Regions from separate parts of the Manis javanica genome. Here region 1 is linked to region 2. Evidence: chromatin contacts called from public Hi-C data. All regions are on one chromosome and are shown on one strand. Each heading gives the region's core, a stretch centred on a gene start, on an enhancer-like site or on the middle of the called end of the contact. The rest is flanking DNA. Distances are from core to core; before and after follow the strand shown.

Region 1 (6,227 bases), core at 297-2,796, 140 kb before region 2:
GGGTCATCACCCTCTCCTGGTTTTCCTTTGACCTTCTGGCTCTTCCGTCTCTGTCTTTCACAGGTGCACTCCTGAGTCCCCCAGGCTGGGGCCTGAGCCCCCCTTCTCTCCTCACTGCAGTCTCCCTGGATGATGCCCCCTGGTTTCTTCCATGACCTCCCCTCTGCATTGCAGAGCCTTGTCATCTCCACATATGTGTCTCAAGGGAATTTCAAACCTACATTCCAAGAATGATCTCATGAACACCCCCACCTGAGCCTTTCCCCAACCCCCTCCTTGAAAATGGCCTCACCACTCAGCACAAGCCCCACTTTGCAAATCACTCTTAGTACCTCCCTCTCCCTCACTGCCAATTTTGACGTTTCCTCCTCTACAGACCTTGAGGCCATCTACTCTTGATCTCCACCTACACCTGGTATAGGGCCCCACCATCTCCCCCAGAGCCTGCTAAGGCCTCCTAACCATGCCTGCTTCCACTCTTACTCCTTTCAAGTCCATTCTCCACTGGAAACCAGAGGGATCTTTGTAAAATGTAGGGTCACTCCCTTTACTAAAACCCTCCAACATCTTCTGCTCTCATCAGTAACCAAAACTCCTTTTCATAGTTCACAAGTCCCTCCAAGACCTGCCCTCCTCCCCAGCCTCACAACCTCATCTACTACCTTTCTTCCTTAGTTCTCTGTCCTGCAGCCATGTGGGCCATCTGCAGTTCCCCAGCACTGACTCATTGCCACACCACAGGGCCTTTGCACATCTGTTCCTCCTGCTTCCCCAGCATTCTTCTCACACCCTCTCTGGATTCCATCCTCTTGTTCTTCAATGGCTGCTACACAAAGGTGATTTCCTCAGGGAAGCCTCCACCCACTCCCCACTCCCCCACCCCACCCCTGCCACCACTGCCTCTCCCACCAGACCAGGTTTCTTGTCATACCTAGTCATGCCACTAATTACAGTGGGTGGTTGTACATTAATTTGTATGGCTGTCAGATTAGCTTCTGCCTCCCTCATCAGACTGTGAGCAACACAAGGGGAGGAGTCTGGTTTCTCTCTGCCCATCATTGTACCTAGCAGAGTGTCTGGCAGCCAGTGGGCATTCAATATGTATTGGCAGAATGTAGCAAATGGGACAAGGGTGTAAAGTACATGATAGGACATAAAGTTGGCTCATCATTATTATTCAGAGAAGGCTTCTTGGAGTGCGTGGGATTTGAGCAGAACCTTGAGATGGAGAGGACAGGCAAAAGCAAAACTCACTGGTGGATGGGCCTGGAAAACACATGCCTTCTGCTTGCACCTCATTTCCCATTTGTAAAATGGGCAAGGGTTGGACAAAATGAGCTGAGACTGGCATACCGAGGTCCTGGCATCCTCACAGCCCTCCACGTTCTCCTCATGGGGGTTATGCTTCCGCAGGCAGCTGGTTGAGATTCAGCTGAGCCATCCCAATTTTGTGCACAGACCTGGGTCCTGTCAACCCCGGGCTGTTGGGTCTGCAATCCCTCATTCAGCCACCGGGAGGCGCTCGGAGACCAGCCTCGCCGCCGGGAGTTTCGACTAAGACCCGCCTGTGTGCGGCTCGGTGGATGCTCGGGCCCGCCTCTCACAGCCTCGGGCTCTCAGTCGTGTACGCGGTGTCTCGGCCCACAGCCGCGAGTAGCCGGGCTGGGCGCGCAGACCCGGCAGTGCCGCGGCCTCCTGCTGCCCCACCCTGGGCCGGGCCTCGTCGCGAGCCTCAGATACGGGTGAGTGAGTGGGCCGCTGTGGCGCGTCCTGTGTCTGGGGGGCCCCGGGACCGGTCGTCCCGGCGCTGGTCCCCAATGCGTGCCCGATCACCTCCTCATGCCTGTCCTCCCCGCACCCCCAGTCTGCTCCCACGACCTGACCCAAGCAGCCATGCCCTCCTTACCCCCGCCCCCCCTGGGGGGGCCGCAGGGCTAGCTCCCCAGGGACTCTGTTCTGACACCTCCTCCAGGAAGCCTTCCTTGAACCACAATTCTGGGCCAAGGGTCCTTGTCCAACAGTACCCTGGGCTGGCCTGTCACAGTTCTTATTTCTGCAAGGGTCTGCCATTATTTAGGTCTGCTCTGCAGCACCACCTGCCTAGGCTGAGCCCCCTATCAGAGCCGGTTTCTGATTCTCTGGGGGTCCTGGGATCCTGGCACAGGACCAGGTTTCTCAGGAGTGCCCAGTGAGTGGAAGTTGAGTGAGGAAGTCCCCATTGTTGATTTTCCTCTTGTTGCCCCTCACCGGGGCCAGTCCCAAACCCAAATATGCTTGCTGTCCAGCTACCAGCAGTGTGCAGCCTTCCTGCCCAGATGGCACACCCAGTCATGCCAAGGAGACATCCCCAGCAACCCCCCCCGGGGGAGGGGCCCTGTTAGGGGGACAGAATGGAGCCTTATGGACAATTCTACCCGCTGTGACTCATGCTGACCTCACAGTCATCATCCTTGCCGCCACCTGGTCCAAGGGGTTGGGGGAGGCTAACCTGGCAGGGAGTCCCAATGAGCCACATTTCTTCAGCCCCCAAAAAACACAAGGGGGGTCACAAGGGTCTCCCCCGTGGTTCAGAAAGGTAGGTGGGGCTGGGAGCCGGATTCTGGGAAGGGTGCTTGGAGTGGGGTGGGGTGGGGCAGGCCCCTGTGGTAGGTGGGTGGGGACCCTTTGCCTGACCCATCTGCCCATGCAGGGGTAGCTCCTCCCGGGACAAGGACCGAAGTGTGACAGTCAGTAGTTCAGTGCCCATGCCTGCTGGAGCGAAGGGAAGCCAACCCAAATGCACCCAGTCCACCCCTCAGAAGGTCCCCAATCGCCTGATCAATGAGAAGTCACCATACCTCCTGCAACATGCCTACAATCCTGTGGACTGGTGAGTACCTCTCCCCAAGTGACGCTCTCCTCCAGGCTGCTGGGTCTCAGCCCCTTTTCCCTCCCCTCAGGCTTATAAGTGGTGCCCTACCCTGCTGACCTAGGTACCCCTGGGGAAAGGAAGCCTTTGACAAAGCCAGGAATGAAAACAAGCCAATTTTCCTTTCAGGTAAGACACCTGCCTTCCCTGGGATAGAGGGTGGAGGAGTGATAGGGGATAGGGGAAGGGTCCTCTGGACCTGGGACCCCCAGGAAACTAGAGGTCAGGGTCTCTTCAGTCCAGCTTGGGCCCCTTGACTGGCCTTCCTTGTGGTCAGTCACTCTGCCCGCTGGGCCCCCCATGGCCCCATTCTAGTGGGATACTCCACCTGCCACTGGTGCCATATGATGGAAGAGGAGTCCTTCCAGAACGAGGAGATTGGCCAACTGCTCAATGAGGATTTTGTCTGTGTGAAGGTGGACCGGGAGGAGCGACCTGATGTGGACAAGGTATACATGACCTTTGTGCAGGTGAGTGGTCTTCCCATGGAGGGGTGGGGCGGGGGTTGCCTTTGCACTAGGGCCACTCCCCTCACCCTTGCCCCTTCTCTGCTAGGCCACCAGCAATGGTGGGGGCTGGCCCATGAATGTGTGGTTGACTCCCAACCTCCAGCCCTTTGTGGGGGGCACCTATTTCCCCCTGGAGGATGGCCTGACCCGAGTTGGCTTTCGGACGGTGTTGCTGAGAATACGGGACAAGGTGGGTGTGCATCAGGGAGTGGGGAGACCAAGGTCAAGGGCGAGGAGACAAGGGGCCCCACCCATGCTGACTTCCAGGTCTGCCCCTGCCTCCTATAGTGGAAACAGAACAAGGGTGCCCTGCTCGAAAACAGTCAGCGTGTCACCACAGCCCTGCTGGCTCGGTCGGAGATTAGCATGGGTGACCGCCAGGTGCCACCCTCTGCTGCCACCATGAAAAGTCGCTGCTTCCAGCAGCTGGACGAAGGCTATGATGAGGAGTACGGTGGCTTTGCTGAGGCCCCCAAGTTCCCCACACCGGGTCAGTGCCCCCCTCATGCGTTCCCTCCCCCAAGCCTGGCCTTCAAATATCTGTCTTGAACAATGATCTTCTGACCCCTGGCTGGTCATTAACCTCCTGCTCTCCTGACTGGCCCATGACCTCCTGACCTATTGAGGGAACTCCTAACCCCAGCCTAGCCAAGGGCCTCCTAATCAGGGATCTCTGCCCCCTGCCCCCTTATCCTCTTACTTGCTGCTCCTGGTGCCCACAGTGATCCTGAACTTCCTGTTCTCCTACTGGCTCGATCATCAACTAACCCAGGATGGTTCCCGGGCCCAGCAGATGGCCTTGCACACCCTGAAAATGATGGCCAATGGGGGTATCCGAGACCACGTAGGGCAGGTGATGGGGGCTAGGCATTTCCTGGAGGGGGCAGCAGGAGGCAGCAGGGTTGGAGGCAGAGGCTGGGATCAGCCTCCAGCCCTGTCTCTCACTTGGTACAGGGCTTCCACCGCTACTCCACGGACCGCCAGTGGCACGTCCCACGCTTTGAGAAGATGCTGTATGACCAGGGGCAGCTTGCAGTAGCCTATTCACAGGCCTTCCAGGTGACCCCTGACCCCAGCCTAGAGCAAGGACATCCAGCCTGTCCACCTACCTCTCGCTGCCCTTTCCAGGGCCTTCTTGGGGACTTGCAGTTCCCCCATAATCTCACTCCTAATTCCCTCCCATATGCCTGCTATCCAGGCTCCCTCCTCACTCTCCTGGGAGAATGTTGACTGTCTGTCCACCCTCGACCCCCAGTCCTCTCCTGGGACCTCTGCTTACATCCTCCTTCCCCCGACCCCTCAGATCTCTGGTGATGAGTTCTATGCTGATGTTGCCAAAGACATCCTGCAGTACGTGTCTCGGAACCTGAGTCACCGGGTGTGTGTCCACTGAGGCAGGCGGGCCTGGCTGCGTGGGGTCTAGGGGCATTCAGGGACTCTACTGCCCTGAAGGCTGTGACCAGCCAGTTCTCCCCTCCTTACAGTCTGGAGGCTTCTACAGCGCTGAGGATGCAGACTCGCCCCCGGAGAGGGACATTCGGCCCAAAGAGGGTGCCTTCTATGTGTGGACTGTCAAAGAGGTCCAGCAGCTGCTCCCCGAGCCTGTGCTGGGTGCTACCGAGCCGCTGACCTCGGGCCAGCTCCTCATGAAACACTATGGCCTCACAGAAGCCGGCAACATTGGCCCCAGTCAGGTAAGGATGCCTGGGGACATGGGAGGGGTCCTGAAACCAGATAGGTGAGTGGACTCCCTTGGACAAGGGCTCTTTCCCTCAGGACCCCAAAGGGGAGCTGCAGGGCCAGAACTTGCTGAATGTCCGGTATTCGCTAGAACTGACTGCTGCCCGCTTTGGCCTGGACATGGAGGCTGTACGGACCTTGCTCAATACAGGGCTGGAGAAGCTCTTCCAGGCCAGGAAACATCGGCCGAAACCGCACCTGGACACCAAGATGCTGGCCGCCTGGAACGGTGGGACTGCGGTGTCTTGAGGCTGATCCCATTTATAGAATCACCCTTCACAGGGCCCTTCTGTATGTCAGACACCTGCTAAATATTAATTCTTCCTTTACCAGGTTTATTCTTAATTTTCAGATTGTACTGAGGCTTAGACAGTTTAAATAACTCACCCATTGTCACACCTCAGCCCAGCCTTGCCTGGCACTGGAGCCCAAGCCCTTACTTGCTCACCCTGTTGCTCCAGAGAAGTGTCAAGTGGGGTGGCCATGCCTGGAGAGCCAGCCAGCTTTTCATGACCACCTCCCTCCAGGACTGATGGTGTCTGGCTACGCTGTGACGGGGGCTGTTCTGGGCCTGGAGAGGCTGATCAACTGCGCCATCAATGGGGCCAAGTTTCTGAAGCGGCACATGTTTGATGTGGCCAGCGGCCGCCTGATGCGAACCTGCTACACAGGCTCTGGGGGGACCGTGGAGCAGAGGTGGGAGACCAAGCAGCCCAGGAAGGCTTGTCTCCCTAGACAACCTTGGCTTTTCTCTTCCCCTTTCCTCTCTTCTGGGTAGCCTCTGGTCCTGGCTTAACCATCTGCCTGCTGTGAGCTCTTAACTTCCCTTTACCCACTTGCTCATCTGGGATATGGGTTAATGGTACCCAGCATAGAGGCAGATTTTGAGGGTAAAGTGAAAGAATACATGAAAAGGCCTCCTTTGGGAAAACCCCCTTCTCCCTGGGCCTGTCCCCAGCCGGTCGCCTAATGCCTGTTCCTACAGCAACCCGCCCTGCTGGGGTTTCCTGGAAGACTACGCCTTTGTAGTGCGGGGCTTGCTGGACCTGTACGAGGCCTCACAGGAGAGT
Region 2 (6,052 bases), core at 2,667-5,166:
TGGGAGCAACTCCACTAATGATTCAGTGACATTCCACACTATTATTCATTAGAATTAGACTGTCCATGTGCCTTTAAGGTGTACTTTATGATGAAGACTGCCAGTTTGGGAAAATTAAGGGAAAAGTCTTGATCTAGACTTTTAAAATATAAGCTCCATGAAGATAAGGAAGTGTCTGCTTGGATATCCAGGTGCTTAATTAATACTTGCTGAATGAGTGAGCCAAGAACATGGTGGACATTGCTTGGAAAAGAAAGACCAATACATTCTCGATTCTGGGCAAAACAAACTGCAACCAACAGTGTGTTTGTGTGTGGATGTCTGTGGAATAGGCTTGAAAAGTGAATAATTATAATGATAAGCAAGCACTCAAAAATGAATGAAGCATGATGAGAAAAATATGCTCCCATTTGGAAATAAAGTGCTCACTTAGTAGTAAATCACTTATTCACAACAAGCCTGAGAGTGAAGCAAGTGATTTACTGCCAGTGTGTCTGAGGCACTCTGGAACAAACCAACGAGCTAAAGCAGCACCACATAAGGTGGGGTTAAGCCACTACAGCATGTCCCCTACAGCCCTGCACCCTTAGTGATCATTATTTATAGTCCAGACCTTTGTGGCTCTGGGCAGCCATTAACTCAGGGCTATTGCAGCCAGGCAATATTTTCAGCTTCTTCATGAGTCATTATACTTTTTCTTTGCATGCATGACACTTGAATTACAATTGATGTGGGAACTCTATCTTTGAACTTCAACTCTTTAAGCATTGAATTTGCACTCAGAATATCTTATTAGTGCTGGGAAGTATTTCAGACTAGAGGCACTGATAACATTCATCGGTGCTGAAACTCTGATTACTAAGCCAACTAATAATTGAAAGCAGTAACCATTCTGCTCTTCTGTGCCAGAGAGTAAGTTTTTTGAGGGTAACCTTTGTATCCCATTTTCCAACATACTGATTAATAATAAGAAAATAACAGTTAACACAGATAATATAATGCTTTATGCTGGACATTGTTCTAAAGGCTTTACATATATTAACTCAGTTAATCCTCTAAACAATCAATGAGTTAAATATTATAATCAATATTTCCCCCATTTTACAGAGGAGGAAATTGAGGCAGTCAGCAAAGAAACAAAACAAATAGCACACTAGGTGGTGATTAAGTGTTATAGGGACAATAAAGCAAGGAAAGGGATTAGGGGATTGCAGATGCAGGGGAGGGGTATGGTGCAACTTTAAATTGAGGGCCAAGGCAAGGCTCAGGGAGGTGACATCTAGCTAAGACCTGAAGGGGGGGTGGGAGCAAAAGCATCTAGATGGAGGGAAAGAAAACACAAAGCCCTTGAATCAGGACTGTGCCTGGTGTTCCAGGAAAGGCAAGGAGGCCAGGGAAGCAAAATGAAGGAAACAAAGGGGCAAAGAGCAAGATGAGGCATGCAGGTAAGGAGGGAGGATGGTGGGGAGAGGGGGTAGAAGCTGTTGGACCCTGTGGGCTTTTACTCAGAGTGAGATGGGAGCCATTAGAGAGTTTTGAGCAGTGAAATGATCCGACTCATGTTTTAAGTCAGGGTCCTTCTGGCTGCTGTGCAGAGAAAAGACTGTACGGTATAAGGGAACAAGCAAGGAGACTAGATAGGAGGCTACTGCAATAATCCAGGTGACAGAGTGATGGCTTTGTACCAGAGTAGTAGTGCTAGAGTTAGTGAAAAGTAGTCAGATTCTGACCATAGCTGAAGGTGGAGCTGGAAGAATCAGCCAAACGACTGAGTATGGGGTGTGGGGGAAATACAGGAGGCAAAGAGGGCACCAGGGGTTCTGGTCTGAGCACCTCAGATGTGGAGATAGGGAAGACTCAGAGGAGCAGGTCTGGGGGAGTTAGAGGGGTGAGGGGACATCGGAAATTCAACTTGGACATGTTGAATTTGAGGTGACTCTTAAACATCTTCCCCAATTAAATCTATGAGAAGCCTCTTCAGGTTATATCAAATTCAACTTAACATTTGCTGAGCAACTACAATGCCAGGCATTGTGGTTGGAAACAGGTCTGAAATTAGATGTTGGGTTCATTTACCAGCTCCACTAATTACTGTAAATTCTATGACCTTGGGGAAATAACTTAATCTTTCTGAGCCTCAGTTTCCTCACCTGTAAAATGGAAAATAACAATAGCTAATGTCCTTGAGTAGCTGTGAATGAGATAATACATATAAAGAACTTAGAACCTCCTTTGTGCGACAGAGTAGGCTAAATAATTGATAGCTATTTACATTATGCTCCTTACATGCTCACAACATTAAGTAACTTAGGCAAGGTCCAGAGCTAAGCAGAAACAGAAACTGCAGCAGACCCGGCTCATTCTTCTATACAACACTGCCTCCCAGTGCCAAAGCAGTGATTCACAACTTGTGAATCAGAGCAATGCTCAGAGAAGGGACACATAGAACAGCAAGCTTGTTTGCAAACAGTCTTAAACAAAACAAAATAAAAAAGAGGCAGTATCTACTGTTTTCTGGCTTTCTAGGCAGCTACCCAGGCTGTTTTCTTTAGGGTAAGGAGGTAGAGAGATTTGTGAGTAAGACAGGAAACCATGGTTGTGGTCCTAGCTGTCATACGAATAGTTATGTATGACCTAGGGCAAGTTACCCTGTAGTGTTGAATCTATCTCCCACGTCCCTTTCAGTTCCAAATTGTATGTTTCCACTTAAAAAAAAAAAAAACACTTGCAAACTCACTTTAACTCTAAGCTAACAAAATAGGCTGGTTAAGCATTACCTGGATCAAATAAAAATTTTAAATGTAAATGTGAAGAGAGCAGAATACCACATACAGTAACTTAACACTAAAAATTTGAACACCAGCACATCTTAAAATGAGACTCCTTATTTAATTGGAAAGGAATCTATTGCACGTAGGCATCTAAAGCCTTGGATCAAATTCTGTATTTGAAATTGTAATAAGAAAAAACAAAACATTCTATAGGACAAACGAATCAGTCTTCCCTCAACAGGCAGTTGTTGGCAGCCGCAAGTCACTGCTGCAGTGAGACAACAGACAAGCAGGATAGTGATGCAAGTGATTTTTTTTCTGGTCTTGGGAAAATAAATCGTGCTAGTTTATAGGATTCATATTTACGCAGTTGCTTATACTTTATGCTTCGCACAGATGTGTTCTCCAGAGGCAAAGTAATTCATAATCGAACTGGGGGTGAGCTCCTTATCAACGTGAGAATTCAACCGTCGCCAACACTGTTCTGGCTAAGTTAGCCAGGGGGCTGCAGGGGGGCCGCGCCAGGGTTCGGGTGGGCGCTGCCCGGGGAGGCCCACGTGGGCGGGAAGTTGGGCCGCGCTCCTGACTACACGAAGCACAGGGGCCAGGGCTGGCCTCAAGAGCGCACAACCTCCGAGGCCTTTTTGGGAGCCAGGCCACGCCTCAGTGGGCATCCGGGGACAGCGCTAGGCCAGTCGCCCGCTCCACGCCCGGGCCTCGAGTCGGCTGCTCTGACCCTAGGCCTCCCCCGCTCCCCACTTACCAGCCGTTGACCTCATTTTGGGAGTTCACATCCACCCCGCTCTCCACCAGTTTCTGCACCTCCCGAATGTCCCCCAAGGCCGCGGCCTCCCGCAGCCTCTCCTGCTGCTCCTTCTGCTCTAGGAGAGCGCTCATCTTCCCCTCGGCCTCAACACTCCGCCCGTCCCACCCCGGGCCAGTCAGCGCCGCCGCCACCGCTGCCCGCCCCCAGCCATGGGGAGATTGCAGAGAGCTCGCCCGGCCCGCTCGCGCCGCCTCCAGCGCCCGGCCCGGGGCTTCTGCTTCCTCGCGCGGGCCGCCCGCCCCTCCACTGCTGCTCCCGGCCTGCAGGCCTAAGCCTCCTCCCGGGCCGCGCCTCCCGAAGGCCGGCTCCGGGGGACTCAATTCAGAGTGACAACTCTGACCCAGATATTTTCCGTTCCTACCCTCGATCCCTGGCGCCCGGGCGGGCTGTTTATGTAACTGCTGCACGATATTATCTGCGGTGATTCATGGACTATTTTTAGACCTCCCCACCCCGCAGCTTCAAGAGATGAGGACAGACACATGGAAAGAGAAAAAAAGTATATTCAAGAGCCAGAAAAGGCTTATCCTCTGGCGCAGGCTGTTTACCAGGCATCAAAAATAATTGTTTTTTTCCTCACTAGTGTGTGTCTCTTTTTCCTTATCTGAGCCAGCTCTTGCCCAGCAGGATGGGGAAATGGGCTGAAAACGATCCTACTATTATTATATGCTCATTATTGCAGAGATAGATTGCACTGTTCTTTCTTCTTTTGACAGTGCTTGGGACCATTCAATTCGAATATTTATTTCATTTCCTGTTGTTTTACATCTCATTTTAGATAGGGATTTCTTCTAACTTGGCTTTCAGGAAACATATATTGTGCCTAGAGTCTATAAACTGTAATTTATTACTGCTTATAAATCATGATTAATTACTCTTCACAAAGGCCATGTAAAGAAAAAAGAAACACCGAAGAAGCTATGGAATTATCCGGATCCTGATGCCAGAAGCTCTGGGGAGAGCTATGGTGTATATATAAACAGCATTCTGTCTGACTCCTTGCCTAATCAACCTAATGCTCAGAGTCTGGGGTGGCAGTATTATGGTTTTGCTGAGCCTGGTGGGCCTAGAGAGATCTTCGAGTATGGCACAGGATGCAACCTTGCAGATGGGGTTAGGAGGATTAAGGAAATAAGCCTGAGGTGGAAAGGAGGAAGTCTTGAATAAAAAGAGATGAAATGGGAAGGGACAAATTTAGGTATGGAGTTTTTATTTCCCTCTCTTGGGACTGCCACAGGGTCTGCACAGCAAGCATTTTCCTTGCTACTGTTTAAGGAAACCCCATGTCTGTTTGTTTATTATGATACAGTAATTCACACAGAACTCAGTGCACACCAGGTGGTGCTGAATATAAACTGGCTGTGCACTTGAATTGATCCTCATGGCAAAATGGAACTCTGCTTGGCCTTACATTTTTATTTGTCCCCCAATTTAAATTTAATTCTCATATCCAGCATGATATTCTATCTGAAGCTGATGTGCATAGCAGTGGAATTGGGCCCTTTAACAAGCAGTTAAAAAATTTTAGTAGTGACTGCATGCTAGTCTGTGAGTTCTCTTTTTTTGTCAAATTTCCTTTCTTTAAAAGGATTATAGCATGTGCCCTATAGTAACTGCTGAATCAGTGAATATTAGTATCTTCTTAAACCCAACTTCTACTTATCTTTGACTCCAATCTTCTGCTTATTCTCTTCACCTAAAAAACAAAACTTTGTCCACAAACCAAACCTTTAACCTTGGCCATAACTGGAGGCAATCTGATGGCTAGTGTTTTATTTCATTTACCTATACTTTTCTTGTCTCTAGGGAATTATCTAACCCACTGTGTGTATTCAGCATGCACTGTTTGTCAGGTACTCCCCCAGTCACTGAAGATGCTGCTGCAAACCAACCAGTCCCTGATTTCAAAGAACACACAGTCTAGCATGGGAGTTAAGGCCAACTACAGAAAATGGTAAGTATTACCATAGAAGCAGTATGGCACAGGCATAGTGCTTGTGAGTAAGGAGATGAAAACCAGACAGCTTTGCCACTCACATGATCTTGGATGAGTCACTTAAACTTTCTGTGCTTCTAACTCTGTCATGTGCAAAAAAGGGATAATAACAATAGCACTTGATTGCAGGATTGTTCTATGGATTGAATGAATGACTATGTGTTAAGTCTGGTCATTGGAAATGCTCCATGGGTTGTAAGTATGTTATAACAAGGTCAAGGCAAGGAAGAGCCCCTGATAGAATGGGAGGGCAGTAATGGCCAGGAGACAACGATAACATTCTAACACCCAGATTTCTGGCTGGGTAGATAATGGTGCCATTTACTGAGATTTAGGCCAAAGAACGAAGAGAAGGTTTCAGGTATGGTGATAAATTCACTTTTGAATCTGTTGTGTTAAGCTTTCTGAGACTCTTTAATTACTACTACTATTAACATTGACTCATTGGCAGGCACTATG

Evidence for each region. Hi-C and Micro-C count contacts between places; a contact is called where the count stands out from the background.
Region 1: a Hi-C map of blood shows a contact between it and region 2, with 4 times the contacts expected there. The contact joins the promoter of SPATA20 here to the promoter of ANKRD40 in region 2. A contact is called at or near these places in 2 of 2 Hi-C or Micro-C datasets (blood and fibroblasts).

Annotation. Positions count from the first base shown.
Region 1 is chr4:155,990,354-155,996,580 of MJ_LKY, reverse strand. SPATA20 (spermatogenesis associated 20) reads left to right here and starts at 1,546. Exons shown (of 16, transcript XM_017669474.3): 1 at 1,546-1,742; 2 at 2,690-2,869; 3 at 2,973-3,037; 4 at 3,224-3,378; 5 at 3,464-3,607; 6 at 3,706-3,907; 7 at 4,140-4,270; 8 at 4,372-4,476; 9 at 4,721-4,795; 10 at 4,902-5,111; 11 at 5,194-5,386; 12 at 5,685-5,853; 13 at 6,143-6,227. The coding sequence starts at 2,745.
Region 2 is chr4:155,852,090-155,858,141 of MJ_LKY, reverse strand. ANKRD40 (ankyrin repeat domain 40) reads right to left here and starts at 3,916. Exons shown (of 5, transcript XM_017669487.3): 1 at 3,535-3,916. The coding sequence starts at 3,668.